Linked DNA regions of Mus musculus: region 2 is linked to region 1. A link is a contact called in public promoter capture Hi-C data. All regions are on one chromosome and are shown on one strand. The core of a region is the stretch at or near the end of the contact, and the rest is flanking DNA. Distances in the headings are between cores, read along the strand shown.

Region 1 (5,655 bases), core at 1,343-3,842:
CAGGCTGTAGAGGGCAGCGTGCTCATCAGCTCCTCTTCCGACCATTCCTTGACTGTTTGGAAGGAGCTGGAACAGAAGCCCACGCACCACTACAAGTCAGCGTCCGACCCAATCCACACCTTTGACCTGTACGGCAGCGAGGTGGTCACCGGCACTGTAGCCAACAAGATTGGTGTCTGTTCCCTGCTTGAGCCACCCTCTCAGGCCACCACAAAGCTCAGTTCCGAGAACTTCCGTGGCACGCTCACTAGTCTGGCTTTGCTGCCCACGAAACGCCACCTCCTGCTGGGCTCGGACAATGGCATCATCCGCCTCCTGGCATAGGGCCAGCCAGGAGTTGGCTGAGGGCAGGGCGAGATGACATCTCTCAGGGCCCGCTCCTCATTCTTGATCTCGAAGCCGATTCTTCTAGGCAAGCCCCAGGCTCTGGCTACCCACATGGCCTGCTGTCTGGGATTGCACAGCTCCTGAATCTCCAAAGCCTTGAAGTGGCTTCATGAAACTCGGGAGATACTGTTCCTAACCAGCAAGAATTGGGGCAAGGAAAGCACTGTGATCCCCATTGCTCCCCAGTTCTGCCTTCTGGATTCACATGGGGACAGGGCAGCTCCAGGAAATGAAAGGAGTTGGGCCTTTGCTCAGCCAGCTTCCTCTAGCCACGCTCTCCTTAGCTCTGTTTCTCCCTTGGGTAGGAAACTGCTCCTGTCTAGGGTTCTGATGGTACTGGGACTCCAGGCTCAGGAGGGCTGGCCAGGACCTACGACTTTCAGGGCTTGGTCTGGGGTTTTAGCATTCATTCAGCCAGGTCTTCAGTATGGGACCAGAAAAAAGGGGATGTGAGAACAGGGCTAGGGAAGGGGTTATATGGGCCCAGCTGGTCCAGGAATGAATCCATGCCTTGCCTTGGTACCCCTAACCACAGCGTTTGTGCCTTCAGCCGGGGAGGCAGCCCTTGGGACCAGCATCCCTAGGGACAGGAGGCAGCGGGAATCATCTCTGTATCTCGGGTTCTGCCCAGGGGATGGGCAGACTCTGCCATCTCTTGAGTGTTCGTTTGGAGAAGCCTGAGATGTGGCCCCTGCTGCCTTCTCACTAGTTGCAGTCTATGTAAATAAGGTCAATAAATTCTTTGGAAGAGCCACGGAGCTGAGTGAGGCTGTGTTGTGTTTTGCTTTGCCTAGGCTGGGCTCAGGCAGCTCTGCCTCAGCCTCCCAAGGAGCTGGGGAACTGGTATATGTCACTGTATATGTCACTGTGCCTGGCTTATGGCTTGGCTTGGCTTTTTTTCAGATGGTCTCAAGTGCCTCAGGTTGGCCTTGATCTTGGGATGACCTTCCTGCTTGAAACAGAGTAGTGGGCTTATAGGCATGACCCACCAGGTCCAATTTTTATTTTTTAAAGGCATTGATTTTTATACGTGTATGGTTGTTTTGCCCACTTGTACATATGCACACCATACTTGTGTCTGGTCCCTGCGGAGGTCAGAAGAGGGCATCGGGATCACCTGGAACCGAAGTTAATGAATGGTTATGAGCCACATCTCGATGCTGAAGATTGAACCTGGATCCTTTGCAAGAGCAGCCAGTGTTCTTACCCACTGAGCCATCTCTAAGCCCCACACCCAGCTTCTTTTGATACAAGGTCTGGTAGCTCAAACTTGATATGCAGCCGAGGAGGTTGACCTGGTATTCCCTACCTACCCTCTTCTCTCTACCTTCCAAGTGCTGATATTATACATAGGCATGGATAGTCATGCCCACCAGTTTGCCTTGATGGCACCAGAGTCAGGAAAGTCCAAACCTGGTAGTTGCAAACACAGCAAGAGGGTAGAGGCAGCCATTGTCCTCTGGCTGCCTTGGATACAGAGCTTCTGGGTTGGGTGGCCTTGGGTCAGTTTTCCGAATGGTTCACCCTTGGGGAAAGGGAACACTGCTGAAGAGGTGGGACCCTGGGAGGGCCGGCCTCCAGCTGGGTCTCTCCAGCCCTCGCCTTGGAACCTAGGCTGGAGGGAGCCAACCAGGATCCTGGACTTGCTACAGTTAGGTGAACAGGCTCCTGCAGCCTCCCCTTCCCTTGGGTAGCTGTGGTGGTGGTGGTGGTGGTGGTGGTGGTGGTGGTGGTGGTGGTGGTGGTGGTGGTAGTGGTGGTGGTGGTGGTGGTGGTGGTGGTGGTGGTGGTGGTGGTGGTAGTGGTGGTGGTGGTGGTGGTGGTGGTGGTGGTGGTGGTGGGACTTTGGCTGTGACTCTGGAGCCCACTCTGCGCCCTTACACAGGCCACACAGCCTCTCTGAGCCTCACTGACTGTGGATAATCCCCTATGTTGAGGGATCATTAGAAGGCTTGCCAGGCCCAACCTCCTCACTTATCTGCTCCTGTAAACCCCTTCTCCAGGCTCAGGCAGGGTTCTGGGTAGCCTTGATGGGAAAGGGTCTTCTGGCCCCCATATCAATGTTTAACCGGATGTACAGGTCAATATTTACCAGCACTGAACACAAGCTGAACGGGGGTTGGCTGAGAGCAAAGGTCCTGTGGGAGGAGAGAGCTAGGCCCTGCTGGCTGCACTGGGGGAGCGTGGGGAGCAAGCTGGTCCAGGAGAACACCGTGTGCTGCGTGTGCTGCGCTAAGAAGCCTGAAGAGGTAGGATGGAGGGGTGGTGCAGCCTGCTGCTTGGGCAGCAGAGGAAGTAGACAGCTGGCACCTTGGCAAGGGGTCTGGATGAATTTATTCAGGGAGCCTGCAGCTTCACAGCGTCCTGGGGTGGTGAGGAGCAGAGGTCCAGGCAGCTCCAGGAGAAACCTCTAGAACTCCAAAACCTGGAGGCCTACTCTTGGCGAGAAAAATCATATATCCAGATTGGAGATGAGGCCCTGGCTGAAGGTTCTTGAACACAGTTGTGGAGGTCTAGGGATAACAGAAGGACCTTTTAGAAGAGCTGGTGCCTGAAATAAGGCCTGGGTAGGGGGCTGAGGATGGAAAGGAAGGCTCTCTAGGCTGAGAGCCTCCCCCCTTCCGCCAGCTGGGCTTCCCCGAAGCACCCTGGATCAGAACTTGGAGCAGAAGTGGGATGAGGCTTGTAGTTCCCGTAAGTCCAAAGGTGTCTGGGCCAGTCATTCATTGGTCAACAAAGAAGTTTCTGGCTGCCCTGCCAGCCCAGATTAGCTCTCAGAGCCTTTGGGTAGGACCAGGGCAGCCTGAGAAAGGCTGGATGAAATGAACAACAGGTCAGGTGGCTTTGCTAGGGTGGGGGCCAGGCATCATGCTCAGTATTTACAGAGATTCTTATTTGGGTCCTCAACATCTACATGGGAGCAGGAAGAACTTCTGCCATGAATTACCAAGACAGGGTAAAGCCAAAGGCATGAAGGGAGATGCGCAAGGTCCTCTTGCAAGATGAGGGCTTTAAATTTGAACCCAGGACTGATCCACAGTGTAAGACGAAAAGAATGAAGACTAAATGTACAGGTGAAAAAAAAAGCTTATGGAAATCCCACCTCTCAGAGTGAGTGAGGTCCACAGCTGCTATGTTTTGAGTCCAGGTTCCGCAGCCTGGTGCGGTCAAGGAACCCATGGATAGCAGTCTACTGCTTGGCCTTCGAGCGTGAGGTAGGAACTAACACTCCCTGTTCTGGATACAGGAACATGGCACTGCTCCGGGGGCTCCTCGTACTCAGCTTGTCCTGCCTGCAAGGTCCCTGTTTCACGGTGAGGCAGAGCTGAGGTCTGAGTGGGAAGTGGTCAGTCAGGCTGAAGGAGATGCTGGGGGGCGGGGGCAAATCTGGGAGAGGCCAGAAGGGTGGAGAGGGAGGAACGCTGAGTTCTCTGTTCTCCCTTTTCTCAACAGTTCTCTCCGGTGAGCGCCGTGGATCTCCCGGGCCAGCAGGTACTCAAAAGTGAGAGGTTTAGGGGGAAGAGCCAAAGGGACTCACCTATGTCTTGGCAAGATGGGGACCCATGGGAAGGGCCTTTTCTTCATCTCCTTTCTCATTTCTACAGCCAGTGAGTGAGCAGGCCCAGCAGAAGCTGCCCCTGCCTGCCCTCTTCAAGTTGGACAACCAGGTACAATCAGGTGGGGCTGGGGAAGAATGGGTGGGGCCAGAGGGAAGAGGAGGACCGGATCAGTGGAAGCAAGGGAATGGGGGTGGGGGAGTCAGTAGTTATGGGGCTGATGTTCAGGGGTTCGGAAGGGGTGGGGTAGGAAGGACTTCAGCATGACTCTCCTCAGATCTGGGACAAGGCCTTTGCTGCCCTGTCGCATCAGGACTGAGAGGGGGCTGGAGAGATGGCTCAGTGGTTAAGAGCACCGACTGCTCTTCCGAAGGTCCTGAGTTCAAATCCCAGCAACCACATGGTGGCTCACAACCATCCGTAACGAAATCTGATGCCCTCTTCTGGAGCTGTCTGAAGACAGCTACAGTGTACTTACATATAATAAATAAATAAATCTTAAAAAAAAAAAAAAAAAAAAAAAGGACCGTGAGGGACACAGAGAACCTAGAGCTGTTCCCTTGACCTCACTGACTTCTGATCTGTCCTTGTAGGATTTTGGTGACCATGCTACCCTCAAGAGGTCCCCAGGACACTGCAAGAGTGTCCCAACTGCAGAGGAGACTCGCAGGCTGGCTCAGGCCATGATGGCTTTTACTACTGACCTGTTCTCTTTGGTGGCCCAAACATCTACCAGCTCCAACCTTGTCCTGTCACCCCTTAGTGTGGCCCTAGCACTCTCTCACCTGGCACTAGGTACTGGGGTCACACCTGTCCAGAAGAACTAGGAGACCACAGAGGGTTCAGTTGCTGCAGAGGTTGTCCAGGGGCAGTTCCTCCATCAGGGACACATGGCTATTTGGTAGAATGCAGGTCCCTGAGCTGTCACCACCCTCTATGAGTCAGAAGTCCGGGGCTAAGAGTGTAGTGATTGACAAGTCCCCCTAGTTATTTTAGCACAGGAATTTAATGGCTACAATATCTTCCAGTGGACATGAGTGTCTCACTGTGGGAGACACTGCTGCTCAGAGAGGAAAGGAACCTTGAGGGAGGTGACACTGCCCAGCTTGTTAGCTGCAGAGATGAATCTGGGGACCCTATGGCTCCGTGGATCTGGGAGAGGAGCAGAGTAGTGTGATCTGTGGCCATGTTCATCATGGGGATGCCAGAGGGTGGGAGTGGGCAGTGGGGCCAGAAAGAACCCGTGGCCTGGGCATCAGCCTGCTTGGTCCCCTTCAGGTGCTCAGAACCAAACACTACACAGCTTGCATCGAGTGTTGCACATGAACACAGGATCCTGCCTCCCGCATCTACTGAGCCATTTCTACCAGAACCTAGGCCCAGGGACAATCCGACTGGCTGCCAGAATATACCTGCAGAAAGGTAGGTGCTGGTGGTAGCAAGCTGCACAGAAAGAGCCCTGCCTCTAGTGCACAAGGGTGAGGGAGAGGGGCTTGGCTTCGGGTAGCACACTGGTGGATGTGGAGGCCCTGGGATGAGCTTGTGGCTCATTGCGTGCAGGATTTCCCATCAAAGACGATTTCCTGGAGCAATCGGAAAGGCTCTTTGGTGCGAAGCCCGTGAAACTGACTGGAAAGCAGGAGGAAGACCTGGCGAACATCAACCAATGGGTGAAGGAGGCCACAGAGGGGAAGATTGAGGATTTCCTCTC
Region 2 (5,655 bases), core at 1,143-3,642, 2.9 Mb before region 1:
GTACACAGTAATATCCAAACTCAGAAAAGTCAGAGTCCTTATTATCTCCTCTGAGGTAAGAAGTTAGCTAATCCTTGCTGGTTACTACACAGAACTACTAGTAGGAAAAGAAAGATAGGAAACCACTTTGGATCCTTATGCATCCCGTACATATAGGGGATGCAGCCCATAGTATAAACAGACTAAGCAAATCTATTTATGCCAATGGGAGACTCTACCTTGACTATGACCCTGCCACGTCCTTTTCTAATTCCAACCAACATCTTAAGAGATATGGTAGGGGCTGGAGAGATGGCTCAGCGGTTAAGAGCACTGACTGCTCTTCCAGAGGTCCTGAGTTCAAATCCCAGCAACCACATGGTGGCTCACAACCATCTGTAATGAGATCCGATGCCCCCTTCTGGTGTGACTGAAAACAGCTACAGTGTATTCGTATAGATAAAATAAATAGATAACTCTTAAGAGAGAAAGAGTGGGGGGTAGGAGAGACTGAACAGAGGATGGGAAATGTTTCAAGTGCTCTCAGAATCTAGAGTTACACCAGAATAACTCAGAGATCACTCCAGGAATGCCAGCTGGTGGTGGCACATACCTTTAATCCTAGCACTCAAGAGGCAGAGGCAGGTGGATCTCTGAGTGGCCAGCCTGGTCTTCAGAGTGAGTTCTGGGACAGCCAAGTCTACACTGAGAAACCCTGTCTCAAAAAAAACCAAAGCTGGGCTGGTGAGATGGCTCAGTGGGTAAGAGCACCCGACTGCTCTTCCAAAGGTCCGGAGTTCAAATCCCAGCAACCACATGGTGGCTCACAACCATCTGTAATGAGATCTGATTCCCTCTTCTGGAGTGTCTGAAGACAGCTACAGTGTATTTACATATAATAAATAAATAAATAAATAAATATTTTTTAAAAAACCAAAGCCAACCAAACAAACAAAAATCTTGAGTTACTAAAGACAGAATAAAGTTAATGAAATAGGATTGCGGGTATAGTTTAGTAGTAGTGTAGTATCCATCTAGCAAGCACAAAGACCTAGGTTTAATACCCAGCACCATAAAATAACAAAATCATGGTCAAAGAAAAAAAAAAGCAAACTTTCATATTTTGAAAGAATGGTAGGCTTCCTGGTTCTCCCTATAGGAAGAGGAAATGATAGCAATTTCTTCAGGACAATTTCCCAAGTAAGTTCTACAAAATGTCTTTAAAGAACCCAGTGGGTCAAACTCCTCTCTTGACAAGTTTTACAAAAGCAGTTTGTACTATTTCTCTTAAGTCATTTGACAAGTAATTAAAAAAAAATCTAAAACATTAAAAAAAAAATCTAAAAGTAGAAAAGAAGCTGAGTGGTGGTAGTGGTGGCTGGCACCCTTGATCTCCGAACTGGAGAGGCAGAGGTAGGCAGATCTCTGAGTTTCAGGCCAGCCTGGTCTACAGAAAGTGTTTCAGGACAGCCAGGTCTACACAAAGAAACTCTGTCTCAAAAAACAAAAACAAAAACAAACAAACAAAACCCAAAACAACAATAATAGTAACAGTAACAATAGAAAACCTTCTAACTAAAAGGTACAGCTCAATATAGGCAATTCTGCAAGGTAATAGTTTAAAGTATTGGATACAGGAAAATTCTAACTACCCCATAGGATAGATGGATATGGTTTCAACTCTTGGAGACAGATCTCTCCATAAATGTGCCAGTATTTCTCGGGAATTTGGTATAGGTCAAAAACAAGAAAAGAGGTAAAGAAAAAAAAAAATCGAACCCAGCTAAATAGAGGTGTGGGTTCTCAGTGGATTCGTTTTAACCACCCCAGGGCACCTCTCTGTTGGCCTGAATAGCTGTAAATGGATGTCACGGAAGTGGAAGACTTCATTATCGTTATTAATTACGTTCCAGCTTTGGCCCTCTGTTCCTCTGAGCATCTGAGCCTGGGCAAACAGCCCAGTTGTGAAGCTAAAAATCTCACCTTCAGCTCCAGCCTGCACAGGTATGGGGTCAGCGCGGAGATCATAGAGGGACCTTTCCCTGAATCGGCGAGGGCCTCGGGCTGTAGTTTAAGCTCTCGGAGAGGAGTACTCATAGCTGGCTTCCCCTGAGAGAGAAAGCGAGTGTGAGGAAAGCTGGTCTCGGCCTCCCGGAGTGTTTTCCCACAACCGCTAGGCCGGGGCGGACAATGCCTCCCGCTGCCCCACTTCGTCCGGAGCCGGACTTCACCGGCCTCGGCCCCGCCCGGCCCCGCCCAGGTAGCGCCCTGTCTGCCGGAGTTCTCTCCTCACCTTTTGGGGCGAAGGCGACAAACCGAGATTCAGTGTTTTCACCCTCCACATTTTCAACTCGATCACTTAACCAGACCAAGTCGAAATGGCCACTTTCACCCGCCGCCTCTATTTGAACCCAATACGCACTTCGGGATTGGCTGCGGGGCCGCGGTACGTATGGTGGGCGGGACCTGCGCGCGTCACGCCCCCACGAGCCGCTCAGCCTAACGCCTCCACTGAAGCACCCATCTGGCAGGCTGGTGTGTCTGTGGGCTGCTGGAGAGTCGTGGAGTCCTGTTTCAGTGGCTCCGTTCCCCCGGTTACCGAGTGAGCCGCACTTCCCCCAGGGTTGGGCTGTCCAGGCATAGGTGCCAGTTTCATAACGGCCAGAGGGAGTTCCTAAGTGCCCAATTTCGGCCTTCAGGTAACCGCCTCTTCAGAATTTCTGGGCCTTTCTTGTGTCTAACCTCGGAGCCTACTGTAACAAGATCACTAGAATAATAGTTGATATTTACTTTACTGTGCATTTATGGTGATCTGTTTCAAGTGCTTGCTATATTAATAACTAACTCTCTCACACACATACACACTCTCACACACACAAACAGCGTGTCCCACACCACCACTGCCTGGCCCTCAGCCTCTTGAATGATGAAATCACAGGCCAATTTAGAAGTGTTAATGTATGAAGAAAAAGAAGAGAACCAAAGAAGAGCTTTAATGTTAGAAACTGTAGGGTTCTGTCAGGGTATGCGCGCCCATCAGGAACTGTACTGGTCAGTAACTTTCTGCGGGCTGCATGTAGCTCTGAATTCTTCAAATGGGAATATAATACAGGTGTGAAATGCACATTGCATTTCAGACCTTGTATGGAAAAACTATTTTTTTAATGTTAATTGCATACTGAAATATTTTTAGATATGCTAGGTTAAATAAAATATATTAAAATTTCTTGTTTTAAACCTTTTGAACATGGGTGACAATTTTAAAATTATGTAAGGGGAAGAATGGGGCAATGACTCCATCTTAGAGCTTGTCAGGAAAGCTTGAGGGCCTGAATTTGGATCTCCAATACCCAATAAAAAGCCGGGCATGGTGGTGCACACTTTTAATCTCAACACTGAAGAGGCAGAAGCAGGTGGATCTCTGTGAGTTCGAGGCCAGGATGGTTTACACAGTGTGTACCAAGACAGCCAGGGCTACATAGATCCTGTTAAAAAAAAAAAGGGCTGGGTGCAGCAGTTTTTGCCTGTTCTCCTAACAACATGGGGGCTGAGGCAGAAATGAGAGGATCCCCTGGGGTTTGCTGCTCAGTTAGTCTAATGAATCAGTGAGTTCTGGGTTCAATAACAGAAAATGTCTTGAAAGATAAAGTCTAGAGTGATTGAAAAAAATATGTAATGTTGACCTCTGGTTCCACAAAGCCCTACACATGTGAGCAAGCAGGTAGACAGGTACATGAACATGTACAGACATATAAGTTATACTAACTTGTGTTTCATTTCTTCTTTGTGACAGGGTCTCTCTGTGTACTTGTTGCTACCCTGGAAATCAGATCAAGCTGGCCTTGAACTCATAAAGAGACCCACTGGCCCTCTACCTCCTGGGTACTAGGATTAAAATCATACATGTCTTTTTGTTTTGTTTTAAGCTAGTCTCTGGTGGTATAGATCGGGCTCCTTTCAGCTCTTCCTCTGCCTCCTGAGTGCATTCATTATACTTCTATTGAACACTGCTACTCTAGAGACAAACAGTACCAGTCTGTAGGCTTTAGAAAAACTGCTTGAATAAAAACAGGGGGAGACAAGATAGGTGGGTAGTGCCGAAGATAAGAGTCCCAGGGCCTAGAACATGCTAAGTTTGTGCTCTACCAAGCAACTGCTCTTCCAATAGAGTGATTTTTCCTTTTTTGAGGCAGGATCTCTCTTTAGCCTAGGCTGGCCTCAATTTTTCGGCAATCCTTCTGCCTCAGAGTCCTGAGAATGCTTTTGAGCTTGGAATTGTCCAAGGTTCAGCAAAAGGTACCCCAAGAGTATTTGTGGTCTGAGGTGGCCGTTCCTGGTTGCCAGCTACGTCTGGGATGAACTACAATCCAGAAATGGAGGGCACACCCATGATCCAGATCTTGAGGCTGGAAAATACAGGCTTCTGACCTGGATCTTGAGGCATAGTGGTCATGAAAACCTTGAGGCCCAGGCAAGGTAGTGTATAGTTTTAATCTCAGGAGACTAAAGCAAGCAGATCTCTGAATTCAAAGTCAGCCTGGGGCAAAGCAAGTTCCAGGTCCAGGCGTGGTGGTACACACCTTTAATCTGGGCCAAGTTGTCTGCTGGAGGCCTAAATAAGGACAATGGAAGAAGGGAAAGGCTTTGCAGCTTTACACTCACTTGCCAGGACATCTGGACCCTACTTACTTCTTCAGGATTCCAGCTTAGACAGAAGACCAGCTGAAACAACTAGCCTGGTGGGACTGAGCAACTGCTAGATATTGGGACTTCCCATTCACAGCTGCCCATTGTTGGGTTAGTTGGACAGCAGACTGTAAGTCATTACAATAAATTCCCTTTAAATATATAAAGACATTCCATAAGTTCTGTGACCCTAGAGAACCCTGACTAATACATGGTCCATCAAAAAGACCCAGCAAATAAATAGTGGATAGTGTCGGAAAAGTCCAGGCAGGTAAATAAAGGTTAGCAAAAGTTTGTATCACACAAACAATGTGTGTGGAATGCTTAGGCCTTGTGGTAGTTGGCATGTGAGATTCCAGCTGTGCTCATACAAAGACAGTAGTGTGCTACTAGTAACAAATATGAATAGGGAGGATGAGATAGGATGGAAAATACTGTAACACCTTGGTCAAAACAATAAATGCAAAGATGAATTAAAGATAGACCAATTCTATCCTCAGGAAATGATCGATTATATGTATAAACTTTTGTATAAACATATGTATGTACACACAGACTAATTTTGTTAATATACACATTTTTTTCTTAAAGATACTTTGATGCATAAACATATATATCTAAGATTGGCTCTTTCTTTCTTTTTTTTTTTTTTTTTTTTGAGACACCCCGTTTCTCTGTATAGCTCTGGCTGTCCTGCAACTTACTCTGTAGACCAGGCTGGCCTAGAACTCAGAAATCCACCTGCCTCTGCCTCCCGAGTGCTGGGATTAAAGGCGTGTGCCACCATGCCCGGCACAGATTGGCACTTTTTTTTTTTTTTTTTTTTTTTTACTATGACTGGGTCTTGCTAAGGACATAATTTCCCTAACTGGATTTTATAGTCCTGACATCAAGGGGTTATAGGCCTGTGTTACCAAAGCTTTTTCTTTTCTTTTTTTTAGATTTATTTATTTTATGTATATGAGTACACTTCAGGCACACCAGAAAAGG

What was found. Promoter capture Hi-C pulls out the DNA fragments that hold promoters and counts their contacts.
Region 2: a contact with region 1 is called in a promoter capture Hi-C map of liver, with 3 times the contacts expected there. The contact joins the promoter of Spag5 here to the promoter of Serpinf2 in region 1. A contact is called at or near these places in 2 of 39 promoter capture datasets (both in liver).

The regions. Positions count from the first base shown.
Region 1 is chr11:75,436,438-75,442,092 of GRCm38.p6, reverse strand. Serpinf2 (serine (or cysteine) peptidase inhibitor, clade F, member 2) reads left to right here and starts at 2,592. Exons shown (of 10, transcript NM_008878.2): 1 at 2,592-2,636; 2 at 3,635-3,701; 3 at 3,841-3,879; 4 at 3,993-4,055; 5 at 4,538-4,739; 6 at 5,223-5,366; 7 at 5,505-5,655. The coding sequence starts at 3,639. It overlaps Gm35391 (a long non-coding RNA gene), which reads right to left and starts at 4,015. Exons shown (of 2, transcript XR_388849.3): 1 at 3,926-4,015; 2 at 2,703-2,900. It overlaps Wdr81 (WD repeat domain 81), which reads left to right. Exons shown (of 10, transcript NM_138950.2): 10 at 4-1,150. The coding sequence ends at 324.
Region 2 is chr11:78,298,328-78,303,982 of GRCm38.p6, reverse strand. It overlaps Spag5 (sperm associated antigen 5), which reads right to left and starts at 2,392. Exons shown (of 24, transcript NM_017407.3): 1 at 2,273-2,392; 2 at 1,963-2,088. The coding sequence starts at 2,323. It overlaps Gm3948 (predicted gene 3948), which reads left to right and starts at 2,472. Exons shown (of 4, transcript NR_166889.1): 1 at 2,472-2,678; 2 at 3,773-3,861.